2 separate regions of the Mus musculus genome follow, and region 2 is linked to region 1. A link is a contact called in public HiChIP or PLAC-seq data. All regions are on one chromosome and are shown on one strand. The core of a region is the stretch at or near the end of the contact, and the rest is flanking DNA. Distances in the headings are between cores, read along the strand shown. Region 1 holds the start of Hectd4 (HECT domain E3 ubiquitin protein ligase 4). Region 2 overlaps Hectd4 (HECT domain E3 ubiquitin protein ligase 4).

Evidence for each region. HiChIP or PLAC-seq counts read pairs in DNA pulled down with a chosen protein or histone mark.
Region 2: a contact with region 1 is called in an H3K4me3 HiChIP or PLAC-seq map of bone marrow-derived macrophages, with 2.8 times the contacts expected there. The contact joins the enhancer-like site here to the promoter of Hectd4 in region 1. A contact is called at or near these places in 2 of 39 promoter capture datasets (embryonic stem cells and neural stem cells), 9 of 484 Hi-C or Micro-C datasets (adipose-derived mesenchymal stem cells, bone marrow-derived dendritic cells, bone marrow-derived macrophages and 3 more), 19 of 115 datasets of contacts at active chromatin or transcription factors (the 230-238 cell line, acute myeloid leukemia, bone marrow-derived dendritic cells and 11 more) and 2 of 9 other capture datasets (adipose tissue and embryonic stem cells).

Annotation. Positions count from the first base shown.
Region 1 is chr5:121,216,757-121,223,882 of GRCm38.p6, forward strand. It overlaps Hectd4 (HECT domain E3 ubiquitin protein ligase 4), which reads left to right and starts at 3,463. Exons shown (of 76, transcript NM_181421.4): 1 at 3,463-3,901. The coding sequence starts at 3,716.
Region 2 is chr5:121,338,848-121,345,375 of GRCm38.p6, forward strand. Hectd4 (HECT domain E3 ubiquitin protein ligase 4) reads left to right here. Exons shown (of 76, transcript NM_181421.4): 55 at 578-738; 56 at 3,026-3,207; 57 at 3,803-4,008; 58 at 4,246-4,376; 59 at 4,632-4,837; 60 at 5,836-6,015. Among named protein-coding and RNA genes, the nearest start is that of Gm24671, 15 kb to the right of the region's middle. Within about 2 kb of position 2,989, at least 105 of the 459 cell types and tissues checked have an H3K27ac peak or open chromatin away from gene starts, as enhancers often do. A contact at or near this core is called in acute myeloid leukemia, bone marrow-derived macrophages, double positive thymocytes and 2 more, where this site is marked.

The DNA.
Region 1 (7,126 bases), core at 2,213-4,712:
GCGCACGCCTTTAATCCCAGCATTTGGGAGGCAGAGGCAGGTGGATTTCTGAGTTCGAGGCCAGCTTGGTCCAGGACAGTCAGGGCTACACAGAGAAACCCTGTCTTGGAAAACACAACAAAACAACAACAACAACAAAAAAAACAAAACAAAAAGAGAGAGAGAGAGAGAGAAAGAAAGCACAAGAGAGCGGGAGTGATGGCTCAGCAGTTGAGAGCCTTTGTTCTCACAGAGGGCTGGCGTTCAGTCTCAGAGCCTGTTGCTTCAGTTCTAGGGAATCCAATGCCTTCTTCACTCTGAGGCCACCAGGCACACATGTGGTGCACACGTTATAATAAAATGAATAAAAAATTAGAAAGAAGGAGGAAGGGCACAATTAAAAAAAAAAAAAAAAAAAGAAGGGGCTGGTGAGATGGCTCAGTGGGTAAGAGCACCCGACTGCTCTTCTGAAGGCCAGGAGTTCAAGTCCCAGCAACCACATAGTGGCTCACAACCATCTGTAACGAGATCTGATTCCCTCTTCTGGAGTGTCTGAGGACAGCTACAGTGTACTTACATATAACAAACAAACAAACAAATAAATCTTAAAAAAAAAAAAAAGAAGTCCTAAGTCATCCATTGGGGATGTAGCTCAATTGGTAGAGGGCTTTCTTAGAGTTCTCTGATGCATAGATATGCCTGAGGAAAACACACCCACTCCTGTAAAATAAGATCAATAAATTTGTTTTGTTTTCTCCAGACAGAATTTCTGTGTAGCCGGGGCTGTCCTGGAACTTACTCTGTAGACCAGGCTAGCCTAGAATTCACAGGAGACTGGGGTCTCTGTGTAGCCCTGGTTATCTGGAACTCACTCTATAGACTCGGATCCACCTACTTCTGACCCCATGTTGGGATTAAAGGCATCACTACTCCACTTAGATAATTTTTTGGGGGGGGGGGGGTTAAAGACAGGGTTTCTCTGTGTAGTCCTGGCTGTCCTCGAACTCAGAAATCAGTCTGCCTCTGCCTCCCAAGTGTTGAGATTAAAGGTGTGTGCCACCACCGCCCGACTTGAGCAGAGAATTATTTTATTTTATTATTTTATTTTTTTTTTTTTGGTTTTTCGAGACAGGGTTTCTCTGTGTAGCCTTGGCTGTCCTGGAACTCACTTTGTAGACCAGGCTGGCCTCGAACTCAGAAATCTGCCTGCCTCTGCCTCCCGAGTGCTGGGATTAAAGGCGTGCGCCACCACGCCCGGCTGAGAATTTTTTAAAAAAAGATTTATTAATTATTATATGTAAGTACACTGTAGCTGTCTTCAGACACACCAGAAGAGGGCATCAGATCTCATTATAGATGGTTGTGAGCCACCATGTGGTTGCTGGGATTTGAACTTAGGACCTTCAGAAGAGCAGTCAGTGCTCTTAACTGCTGAGCCATCTCTTCAGCCCTCGATCAGAGATTTTTTTTTTATCTTGCTCCAAACTACAGGAATAAAATCCATTTTAAAAATTCCCACCAAATAGACTTATTTCCAGAGGGGGTTCTATAAATATTAATTCTTCAGCTGCCTCATCAAGGTATGCTGCAAATTAATTACCATTGTTCAATTATTAAATAATCATTCATTATTCAGTCTAAAGACATTAAGGCCTGGGCGTGGACTGTTTTCACTGATTGGGGAGGGGGACGAGAGTTTATGGACCTCTTGATTTCTGATCTTAAACTATGAACACAAAATCTTTGAGCCACCAAAGCTGGGCGTTGAGAGTTTGACACCTGAACAGTTTGCTTGTTTAGCGGGTGTGAGTAAAAGGAATGAAGGGGTTCCCCTACAGCCCAAATAAGGGGGCCAGGGGTATAGAGGAATCACTCAGGCCTGGGTTCAAATCTAAGATTTGGTGTTTCCTGGCTTTGTGACACTGAGGAGACAATGAGACTTGAACCTCGCCTTGCCAGCTAATGCTGGGGCTGTGTCTAAGCTGTGACAAAGCTCCTGAGAGGATGGACTTACAGATTAGAGAGGGTTCAGCCTGCTTGGCTGGCTCTATTGCTTTTAGCCCTCTGCTGGGTCAGGACACCATGGTGATAGGAGGGTGTGGAGGAGGAAAACACTCACCTTGTGCTGGCTAGCCCAGATTGGGGTTGGAGAACGGACTGGGGAGTAGACAGGAGCCTTCTGCTTCCATATCTCCCACTAGGACCCAACCATGTTAGCCATTACCTCTCAGTAGCCAAATAAGTTTGGAATGAATCACTCAGTCCATCCCTAGATGAGGTCAGAGCACTGCTGACCCCAACACCACCTCAAGCTCCACCTCCAGACACAGCGAGTTCCAGGACAGCCAGAACTACACAGAGAAACCCTGTCTTGAAAAAACAAAACAATTGGTATAGCATTGGAAATGTAAATGAGCTAAATACCTAATAAAAAATGGAAAAAAAAAAGAAAAAACAAAACAAAACAAAACAAAACAAAAAAAACAGGAGCCAGGAGGAAAGCATTGCTTTTGTTTACTTTTAATTTTTAATTTTTAATTTTTTTTATGTGTTTGACTGTTTCCTTTATGTATGTCTGTGTGCCACATCTGTGTAATGATGGAGACGGAGACCTGAAGAGGATGTGAGGTCCCTTGGGACTGAAACTCAGGTCCCTTGGGACTGAAGTTATAAAAGGTGTGAGCTGCCCTCTGAGTGCTGGGAATTGAACCCCAGCCCTCTGGAAGAGCAACCAGTGTCAACCTGTCAATCATTTCTCCAGCCTAACAGCAATTGTTGATAGATACTTTATTTTCATCAGATGTCAGTTGCTTCTTTGTACTCTTTTTTTCCCCAGTAAATATTAACCATCTGCTGTGAGTTTTACCAAGTTCTCATGACCAAGCCTATTATATACCAGCCTTTAGTATTTTATAAATTTTATGTATTTTTTCAGATACGGAGCCTACATAGGCCTGGGTGGCCTGGAGCATCTTATGTAGCCCAGGTTGGCCTGAAACTTGATATGTAGACCAGGCTACCTGCAACTTGCAATGGTACTCCCACTTCTGTCTTCCAAGTACTGGAACAACTGGCAACCCCCACCAGGTTTGTTTACTTATAGTGCTGTAAATGGAACATAGGACCTCAGGCATTCTAGGCTAACCCTCTAAGACTGAACTATTCAAGATCTTAGAGAAGACATCTGAACCTATCTCATTTAAAAGATAACAGTGTTGACCCTCCATAATCCTTCCAGAATGAGCTCTGGCCTGAGCAACCGGTGCACACCGGAGTAAGGAGGAAAGGGGACCAGGGTGGTCTTCTCCCGGAGCCTTAGACTTCCTCAGATAGCATGGGAAGCAGGGGTGCCCAAGAGGCCATGCCTCTGAGCGCCTTGCAGCTGGGTTATAAAGCCTCGCCGGGCTGTGGGCGGGGCTAGACGGACAGGAGGGAGGAGCCTGTATTGTCCACCCCGCGGGGCATGCCGGGAACCCCGCCCCCAAGATGGCGTCTTACTGACAGTTGGCTGCGGAGCGGCAGAGGCGGATCCTGCTCGTCAGGGCGGCGGCGGCGGCGGCGGCGGCGGGGCCGGGGGTCTCCCGGGCCGGGGTTGGCGTGCGGAGGGGGATGGCGGCGCGGAACGCCTAGGGCGGAGCCGCGCGGGCGAGGCGGGCGCAGCAGGCGCGGCGGGCGCGGCGGTCGGCCATGGGTTGCTGAGGCGGCGGCGGCGGCTCTGCAGCGCCTTCTCTTAGCCATGGGCTCGTCGGCCGCGGCGGCGGCAGCTGCAGCGGCGGCGGCGGCGGCGGCGGACTCGGCGCAGTGGCTCTCGGTGAAGGAGGAGACCATCTTTCTGCACGACGGACTCATCCGGGTCACCGACCTGGCCGAGCTGCCCAGCGAGATCCTCGGCGCCCCGGAGGCCGCCGACACCGACCTGGAGGTGAGTGAGGTTCCCCGGGAGGCCGCCGCAGGTGTGTGGGATCCCGGAGAGCATCTTCGGGCCGCGCGGCCCGGAGACCCGGAGCTACGGCAGCCGCCGCCCGGCTGCTCCCCTTCCCCCCACCACGCAACCGGGAGCCTCTTGGAGGGCGCGCCCAGGTGCCTGTGCTCCGGAGACCTTTTGTATTTTGAACGCTCGCACGGACTCTGCTTCTTTTATCACAGTCCCAGCTCGGTGTTGATTTTGTATGCGTGTGTGTGTGTGTGTGTGTGTGTGTGTGTGTGCACGCGCGCGCGCCTGCCTGTGTGTTGGAGGGAGCCCGGAGTGACAGCTGCCAGGGCTTCCTTCCTCCACCATAAGCAATTCTGCAACCTGTCTGTGCAGTGCCTCGGATTGACTTGACACCCGCGCCTTTGTCAGGCCAGCCGGGGGTGGGGTGGGGTGGGGTGGGGTGGGGTGGGGGTTTGGACAGCGAGAAAGGGGATGCTACACCGCGGCCTGGGAAGGTTCAAGGGCGGGCGTGAGCGAGTATATGTGTGTGTGTGTGTGTGTGTGTGTGTACGCGTGCGCGCGCCTCGGGGGTCTCTCTCTCTCTTTCCCCCTCCCCCCCCCCCCAGTCTAGGAGCGGTGGCAGGTGCAGCAGCCAGTCTCAGCAGTTGTGGTGTCGTCCCCCCCCCCCACCACCCCGCAAAACCCATCCACCCCAAGGAAACCAAATGTGAATATGGTGGATGGGAACTTTCCACCGACTGCGCTCAGTTTTCGCATTTGCCTAGAAGTGGGAATGTTGGACTGTGGTGTTTTCATCCAGGCCAGGTGGCTGTTGACCCCCGCTTCCCCGTGGAGTGTGGTGAAATTCGTATTGTCGCAGGGAGGGGGGGTCCCTGGGGTACACCGCAGACGGGAGGGCCTCCTACACTGGGAATCTTTTGTTTTGCGGTTTTCCATATACTCTGGTATTCAGTACCACCGGCATTTATAGGCATGGGGTAAAATCCCATTGCTGTGCGTTTCTGGAAGCAGCATGGATCTGATCGCGTTCAGCGAGACTTTGGGACATGCTCGAGATGCGAATGCGGTCCGCTGTTGTTTGTGTCTGGCTTTGAGGTTGCTTCAGAATTTCCGACTGTGAACTCTTAATTGGCATATTTTACAGTCTAGCCACGATAATATGGGAGTCGATAGAGAATCCCTAACGTGGAATCATAATACATTTATGTTTTATTTGAGCCTATTCTATAAAAAGCAAGGTGTGTCTGAGTTAACCACCTGAAAACTGCAGGGCTCTGATGGTATGATGGTAGACTCTTTATTTAATGGGCGCTGCTGTGGAAAGTGGAAAGTGGATGGTGCTCTTTGTTCCTTAGAGACTAACCTAAATTTCTTGAACCCAGACCGTTTGATGTATTCGGATTAGAAGAGGGTATTTTTAAAAACCAAGTTATTCAGTTAACATTACTAAAATGTTTACTGTCTCTGTCCTGAGTGACACATACAGCTAAGGAAAGACTATGGCCGAGTAGATTAAGTCTTCTCAAAAAGGAACGGTCGTGAGTGATACACACTGGGACCAGCAGGAATAGAGCTGTTTTGTTTTTAGTCTTTTCCAGTTACAGACTACAGTATCTAGAGAAGTAAGTAGTCTGCTAGTCACACACTTACCTAGTTAATAATAATTCTTAACTGTATCCATTCTGTCAGATGCTATCTTGTTAAAGTCTCAAAGAACTCTAGAAGGTAAATCTTGTTACTTGTTGCAACAGTTGTATCCATTGTGCAGATGTAGCAAGAGCCGAGCAGAGCAAATGTGCAGTTTGCTCAAGATCTTTAATTTTTTGAGACAGGGTCTCACTGAATAACCCTGGCCCGGATGCTATGAAATCCAGGCTGGCCTGGAATTCATAGAAATCTGCTTGTCTCTGACTCCCAGGTGTTGGGAGTAAAGGTGTGCACACCACACTCATCCTTAAATAGTTTTTTAATACTTAGGATTAATTTACAGGGATGCTGGGAATCTAAATTGGATCCCTTTAACTGCCCATCTATCTGTCTAGCCCTTAACTCAGCCTCTCATGCTGCACAGCAAGCACCTCTTCCACAGAACCATTTTTCCTAACTCCACTCTGGTTCCTCTGGCAACTGTTTCTTTTTCATTATTCAGAAAGATTAGAGATGTGTCAGTATTTTAAAAGGTATCTTTTGGGATGTTAGCCCTCCTATGAGAGACTGTCTCCCAGATCTCTCCAGTAGACTCTGAAGGAATAGCAGCTATTCTCATAGGGTCTATAATTATAGAATTCTTCCATTAATGATTTTAAATTATGAGGAATAAGACTAGAGCTCAGGTGAATAATTTATGAGGGACAACCACAGTGCAAAAGATTGTGGAGTCACAGAATTTGAAAGCACAGAAGGTATATTGGAGATAATGCACCTTGAAGATAGAAGTGTTTTCCTCATTTTAGAAAGGGATCGGGGAGGAGTTCTGCTGTGGTGGGTGTACCAGTCAAGCTATGGTGAGTAAGCTGGCCTGGTTCTCCTGCCTCTGGGTTCCAGTGTTCCTTTTCTTCTTAGTGCTCTGCAAGGTTATATGTCAGAACAAAGAATCTAAAGAGATGAAAATTGACCTGAAATAGTCAATTTGTTTCCAGTAAATTATAGTTAGGTTTTTAAAGGGAAAAAACAAACCCACCCAATAAATAGTGTTCTCAAAAAATTAATGGAAAGAGGGACTGCTACAGAGTATTGGACAAGATTTCATCAGAGACACTGTTTTTGACCATTCAGGCCAACTCCCCTATAGCTGTGAAAGCTTGTGAACTTTACCTTTATGCTATATTGTTAGATAATTTTAAGAGTTAAAATTACCAATCTTGCCGGGCGTGAGGGTGCACGCCTTTAATCCCAGCACTGGGGAGGCAGAGGCAGGCAGATTTCTGAGTTCGAGGCCAGCCTGGTCTACACAGTAAGTTCCAGGACAGCCAGGGCTACACAGAGAAACCCTGCCTCAAAAAACCAAAAAAAAAAAAAAAAAAAACCAAAAAAAAAACAAACAAACAAAAAAAACAAAAACCCCAAAAAATCACCAATCTTGACAAGTCTTTTCATATTCATTGTAATTCTTTTCAATTGACTAATTGTGTAGATCCTAATTTAGATAAGGAATCTGCTGTTATGATTTTGTTAAAGAGACCTGCTTATGTTTTGCTGCCTGTAGAGTTAGGA
Region 2 (6,528 bases), core at 1,739-4,238, 120 kb after region 1:
AATTGTGCGTGAGGCTCAATAGTAGAGTAGATACCACGTGTCCATGGCCCTGGGTTTGATCTTAACACACACACACACACACATACACACACACACACACACACACAACCCCAACAAATTGAACCTTCAGAGATGACTCAGCAGTTAAGGGCCTGCACTGCTCAAGCAGAGGACCTGAGTTTGCTTACCAGCATCGATGTTTGGCAGCTCAACACCTACTGCAATCGCAGCTCCAAGGGCCCCAACAGCCTCTTCTGACCTCCAAGGTTATCTGCTCTCAGTGTGCATACACACACATACACATAGAGGGGGAAAGAGGGAGAATCTTGAGTTCCAGGCCTGCAAGGGGTACACAATGAGACCATGGCTTACAAACAATACTTTGGTGGTAGGGAGATTAAATAAATATGTGTACTGTAAATTCTCTTTGGGCTCATTAATTTTGTTTATAAAATAGCAACTAGATACAAAGTATAACATAATATCTGGAGATTTAATATCTATATATCTTTGCATGAGCTTGAAAAACGAAATCAGGTCTCAGGACAGCAGGTTGAATGCACACTTCTTCCTGCAGGTGAATGAATTGGTGCAGGTGGAGACATACCTGCGGAGTGAAGGGGTGTTGGTGCGGTACTGGTACCCCATTGATATGCTAGAAAGGCCCCCTGCAGGCTACCGGAGGACTGCCACCAATGGCCTGGTCACACTGGACAATACCAACCTTCAAATTCACAGGTAAGATGGAGCCTTTCTTTCTTTGAGGGAATAGATGCACAACTAGAAGACTTTTCCTTCAAAGCTAAGAGTTGGCAGGAGAGACATGGCTTGTGTCCCATGCACTCTGTTGTATACTTGGGACGGAGCCCACTAGAGAGAGAAAGCCAGGAAGAAGAAAGAAGTCAGGAGGGACCAGATGACACATCCAGTTCAGCCATGGGGGAAAACAACCAGCTGTCTCTTTCTTGGTGACCAAGTGTAGCCTCAACACTGGCTGTGTATATGGTACCATACACGATTCTGGATGGGACAGGGCTGCAGTGGAGACATGCCTGCCCTCTACAGATAAAAACTTAGTGATGACAGTCACCATTCCCTGCCACACACTACTAAATAATGCCCCTAAGACTCAACAGACAGAGGCAGGAGAATCTTTGTGAGTTGGAGGCCAACCAAGGGTTGTGTTTATTAAAAGTGAATCATACATAAAAATTCCTGCATGACTCGTTCCTTCCCTCCTGGAAATCCCTGCTGTAGTTGAGAAGAAGGCAGAGAAACAAGTGCATTCTCTGCTAAAGGTCTCTGCAGATCACTTTCACGCTCCCTGTCCCTTAGCGTCACAGTTCCTCCTCTCCACACCCGAGTGTGCCTATAGCTCAAGGGTCACTCGAATTTGACACATCGAACCCTAACTAAAATGCAGTCAAGGACAGCACACTAATTTCTCTCCAGAGCATCAGTGTGGAACTGAGCCTAGTATGTCTCTAGCTCCCCCTCCCCTCTCCTAAGAGTATATAATCCTGGCTGGCTTCAAACCCTCATAGCCAAGCCTCTTGTCACTGTCACTGTCCCCAAGTGCTAAGATTACCACAGCAAGCCACCATGCCCAGCTTGGCTCTGTCTGGCAGTTCCACTGGAATAGTACATTATTCTGTGGAGTTGTCTGAAGCTGGGTCATCAGATCCAAACAGGCCTCGGCCAGGTGTAGTGAAGCACTTAATCCCAGCACTCAGGAGGAAGAGGCAGGCAAATCTCTGTGAGTTCCAGGCTAGTCTAGTCTACAGAGGGAATTCCAGGACAACCATACTGATAACCTATCTCAAAAACAAAACAAAACAAAAAAACAGAAATCAACAACAAAAAACAGAAAACAAAAACCAGGCCACAGTGGAAAACACTTAAGCAGACCACAGGACAGGAAGGAAGACCAGCATGCACAGTACTGGCACATCCACAGGGTCAAGTGACAGTGCGGGTGTGTGTGCACACCAAATCAGAGCCAGTACCTTGGAGACAGCATGAGGTAGAGCTCTGAGCTCCCCTGCTGGACCAAGGCTGTGTGAGGCTGAGGAAGGGTTCAGATAACCCAAATGTGGCCTGAGGTGTAAGATAGATCTCATCCAAAACCTTCCTTCTCTGGTCCTCTCAGTCTGCAGGCTCCACATGAGCCATCTCTTCCTCGGCTGTGAACTGTGACCTCTCAGCCCTCCACATCCTTCTAGACCAGAGGTTCTCAATTTTGGGGTCATGACCCCTTTGTGGGTTGAATGACTTTAACAGGGGCTGCGTATCAGATATCCTGCGTATGAGATATTTACATTACAAGTCATAACAGGAGCAGCATTACGGTTATGAAGTAGCAACAAAATGATTTATTGGTTGGGATCACCTCAGCGTGAGGAGCTGCATTAAAGGAGCAGCATCAGGAAGGTGGAGAACCACCACTGCGGAGGCAGCAGATGCTCTCGAGCACTTTGAAAGGGTGGGGTCAGGGCTGAGTCAAAGCTTGCTCCTCTAGTCAGAGCTTCCTGTGGCCTCTCAAATTACAGGCTTAAGACCTGTCTGTGCCTCACTCTCAGCACCCTGTGAGCCTCTGAGGCTGCTTCCCTCCTTGGCTCTTCCTGTTCTCTGCGCACTGGCCTCACTTCTGCGTCGGGGATCTGTGTGCTTCTCTCACGCTGTTACCTTGCTTTATCAGTCAGTCGTGTGGAGCTGTCGCTCTATATGGCTCTTATAAACACTGTTGCTAGGAATTTATGCTAAACTTTTGTGCAGATGGATATTTTCATTTCTTTTTCTAGGGTGTTTTTTAAATTGGGGTGGAAAAAAATAACCTAGAGAAAACTATTGTGGCTTTTATTTAAAACTCAATTGAGTTACTTGAAACACAGATTATAGGGCCAGAAGAGAAGCCTGCGATGTAGTGACATCATCCTCCCTGTTGTTGATCCCACCCGCCCCAAGAGCTCTGCTCAGGTGTGAGGGCCAGACACACTCAGGATGTCGCCTTTTTCCTTTCTCTCAGAGAGCTGCTGCGATGTGAGGCTGCACTGGCCCGACTGTACTGTCGCATGGCCCTGCTTAACATCTTTGCCCCCAAGCTACCTCATCTATTCACTCGGCTCTTCCACATCCCTGCCATCCGAGACATCACGTTAGAGCACCTGCAGCTCCTGTCCAATCAGCTCCTTGCTCCTCCCCTCCCAGGTAAGACACTGCTCAAGGATAAGAGCGCCAAGGTTGAGCATTATCACACAGAATGCATCCTCAGCATACCTTAGTAGAGCCCAGGCTGTCCCAGAGCAGCTGGATAGTCCGTCCCACATCGGTCTCTAAGAAACTTAGCAGGGAAGATGGCTACAAGGGTAGAACCCTAAGTTCTAGTCACCAGCTCCCACATAAGAAGCTGGGCACCGTGGTGTGCGTCTGTCACGTCAGTGTGAGGGAGACCGAGATAAGTGGGCGCCTGCGGCTCACTGACTAGCCATGTTAGTCCAGTCCAGTGAGGGACCCTGTCTCAAAAAAATTACGATGAAGAGCTACTAAAGAAGATACCCAACACCAGCCTCTGGCTTCCACAGCCATGCACACACGTGCATACATGAACATGTTGTGCATACATATTTGAAGCACTGTGTTACTGCTAGAAAGAAAGCACAGGTTTCAAGGCCAGTGCCTGCGACTCCCTCCCGGTACCCTGATGGCCCAGGCCGCTCTGTCTCCCATTTCTTTCTTGGGGATCCCTCCCTCAGTGACTGGCTGCTGCGGTTGTACTATTGTCCCTTCCCTTTCCTGTCCACAGATGGCACCATCAGCTCCAGCTCCATCCTCCTGGCACAGTCTCTGCAGCACTGCATCCACTCCCAGAGCTGCTCTGCCACCGACCTCTTCTACCAGGGCAGCTCGCAGACACTGAGGGAGTGGCTCAGCGTGGCCATCACCCGCACCCTGCACCAAGGCGAGGACAGCCTCCTGGAGCTGACAAAGCAGATCTGCGCCTTCCTGCAGGTACAGGCCTGAGCTCACGGCCCCAGCTCTGGACACCACTGAATAAGCAGTGCTCTGTCACGCTCCACCCCTGGGCAGCTTCTGCTGGAGCTTTTCCTCTCCAGGCAGCCTTCTCCCCAGAACCTGCCAGCGTCTTGCATGGGTTACAGCTTGTGTCCTGGATAAGGCCAGATGATGAAGTGTGCCCTGTGTCGGTCGGTCAGGGGCCACACTTGCTCATTGTGTGTGTCCTTTCAGACAGCACCAGAGCAGTTCCCCTCCGAGGAATTCCCAGTGTCTGAGTCCAAAGTCAGTATGGATGTGAATTTCCCTGGAGCAGCTTTTGTTGTTGTGTCTTGCAAAGAAAGTCAGTCTGGATTCCGCAAAGAGTAAGTTATCCTTTCTGCAGAAGATGGTGCTGGGGAGAGAAAGGCTGAGTGGGTGCGTTCCAGCAGCACTGCTCAGGAACGGGTCTCCAGCTGGCTTTGCCCTCAGTTGCACACTACCATTATAGCTAACTTCCTTCCTGTATCTGCTTGTGTGGGGAATTAGGCTAGAGAGAACAGCCTTCTAAAGGTGGTGCCGATGACTTATGCCCAGTGCATGGCCTGGTCAAGTCTGTCTTAACCCCCACTTCCTCTCAGCTCCTCTTTGTACAAGGCTCCGTGGGCACGCGTGCTCGTCTATGGGCTTGGCCACAAAGTGAAGCGTACCGGCCAGCTGAACCTCATTGAGGCTGCCTGCTACCCTCGAGACGCCTCCCCAGCCAACACTGGGCTCGCCCCTCCACCCACAGCTGACCAGTACCCTTCTGTGGTTCTTTCCACAGACAAAGTCCACATCAAACTAGGTGAGTGTCTCTCAGCTCACACTGATGTGTGGCAGGCAGCAGTGCTCTGCTGACCTGCTTTTGGGGGCTCCCAGGCCCAGTGGCTGAGTGAAGAAAGAAACAGTAGGAACAGTGTGTTTGAGACATCAGATTACAGGCCTAGCGGAGGCTGCCAGGCACAGAGGGATGGCCTTCTACCTGAGCCACCTGCACAGGGCAGCAGGCTCATCCCTCAAGCCCTCACAGGCGCCAGCAATCCCAGTTATTAAATGGTCCTGGAGCTTTTGTTATAAATCCTCTGGCCTCTGACGACGACGAGTCCTGTGAGCATCTGCTGCTCTTCTCTTCTCTCTGGCCTCCGGGCTTTTGGGTCCTCATCAAAGCCAGCTGAAAGGAGAGAAATCTTAAGTCCAGACTTCCGCTCTCCCTCAGTGTATCTACCTGTCTGGTATGGGTCTCCAGCCTGGCCCTTGAGTCACATGCCGTCAGGGGATGAAGGGATACTTCCTTATGATCTTGTCACCACTTAACGTCAGTGTTTTCTCTCAATTTTCTTTGCTTCCTCTTTTTTGTCTCTATGTAGCCCTGGTTATCTGGGAACTCACTGTGTAGACCAGGTTGGCCTCAGCCTGGCAGAGATCCACCTGCCTCTGCCTCCGTGTCCTCAGATTGAAGGTGTGCGCCGCCGCCTGTAGCTGTGGGTCTCAAAGCACTGGGTAGCTTTCCTTGCCTCACTTACTGCTTCCTTATTTATTTTGCTCTGGAGCCCAGACTGGTTCCAAATGCACACTCTTCCTACCTCGGCCTTGCAGGGGCTAGGGCACAGATGGAAGCAACCATGCCCAGCTGCCCATTAGCTGCCCTTGTGTTCCACAAGAGCATGTGTAGTACAGGGCTGGCTTCTGGCTGCCACACCCGCAGATGCGTCTACCTGGAGACCCTGGGTAGCAGGTGCTTTCTCCGATGTACTTGAGTCAGATGCAGCCAATCACCTGTTTTTTCCTGGGCCCTTCTCTTAGGAGTGTCCCCACCACCTGGAGCAGTGCTGGTCTTGCATTCTCTGCCCCTGGAGTTCCCGCTGGCGATGGCCTTTGCCGAGCAGCTGCTGTCCTGGAAATCAGAGGACAGTGATGGGAAGTCAGAGGATGAGCCTGACAGCATCCCTGCCTCCGTCCTCCTGCACGTGGTGGAACTGCTGGGTGAGGTGCTCTTTCTTGGAACAAGTGTAGAGGGGTGGATGGGGGGGTGGGCAGTGGGCTACCCATCACCCCACAGCTAAGGCCTGTCAGAGCACTGCCGCTGAAGATGGGCTTGGGAACAGGTGTCACACACAGTCCTAAGTCCAAGTCTGTGCTCTGCCAGGTTTCACTGCTATACTGAAAACATACACACATACACACACACACATACACACACACACAGTGGCAGTCACCTATGAAACAAAGAATAATATTGTCATGACTTAAATTGTTAAATGTTTGCCAGGCATGGAGGGAAAGACAGGCAGATATCTCTGAATCTGAGGCCAACCTGGTCTACATGGTGAATTCATTCTGGCTAGCCAGAATTACGTAGTGAGACCCTGTTTAAAAGCATGATACCCTGTCTGTCATAACTTGACACTGAAGAGCAACATGGATGTGAGGAGTGCCCAGATGGAGCACGACAGCCACAGAGCTGCTGACAGACTTCAAGCACACTGAACTCAGAAA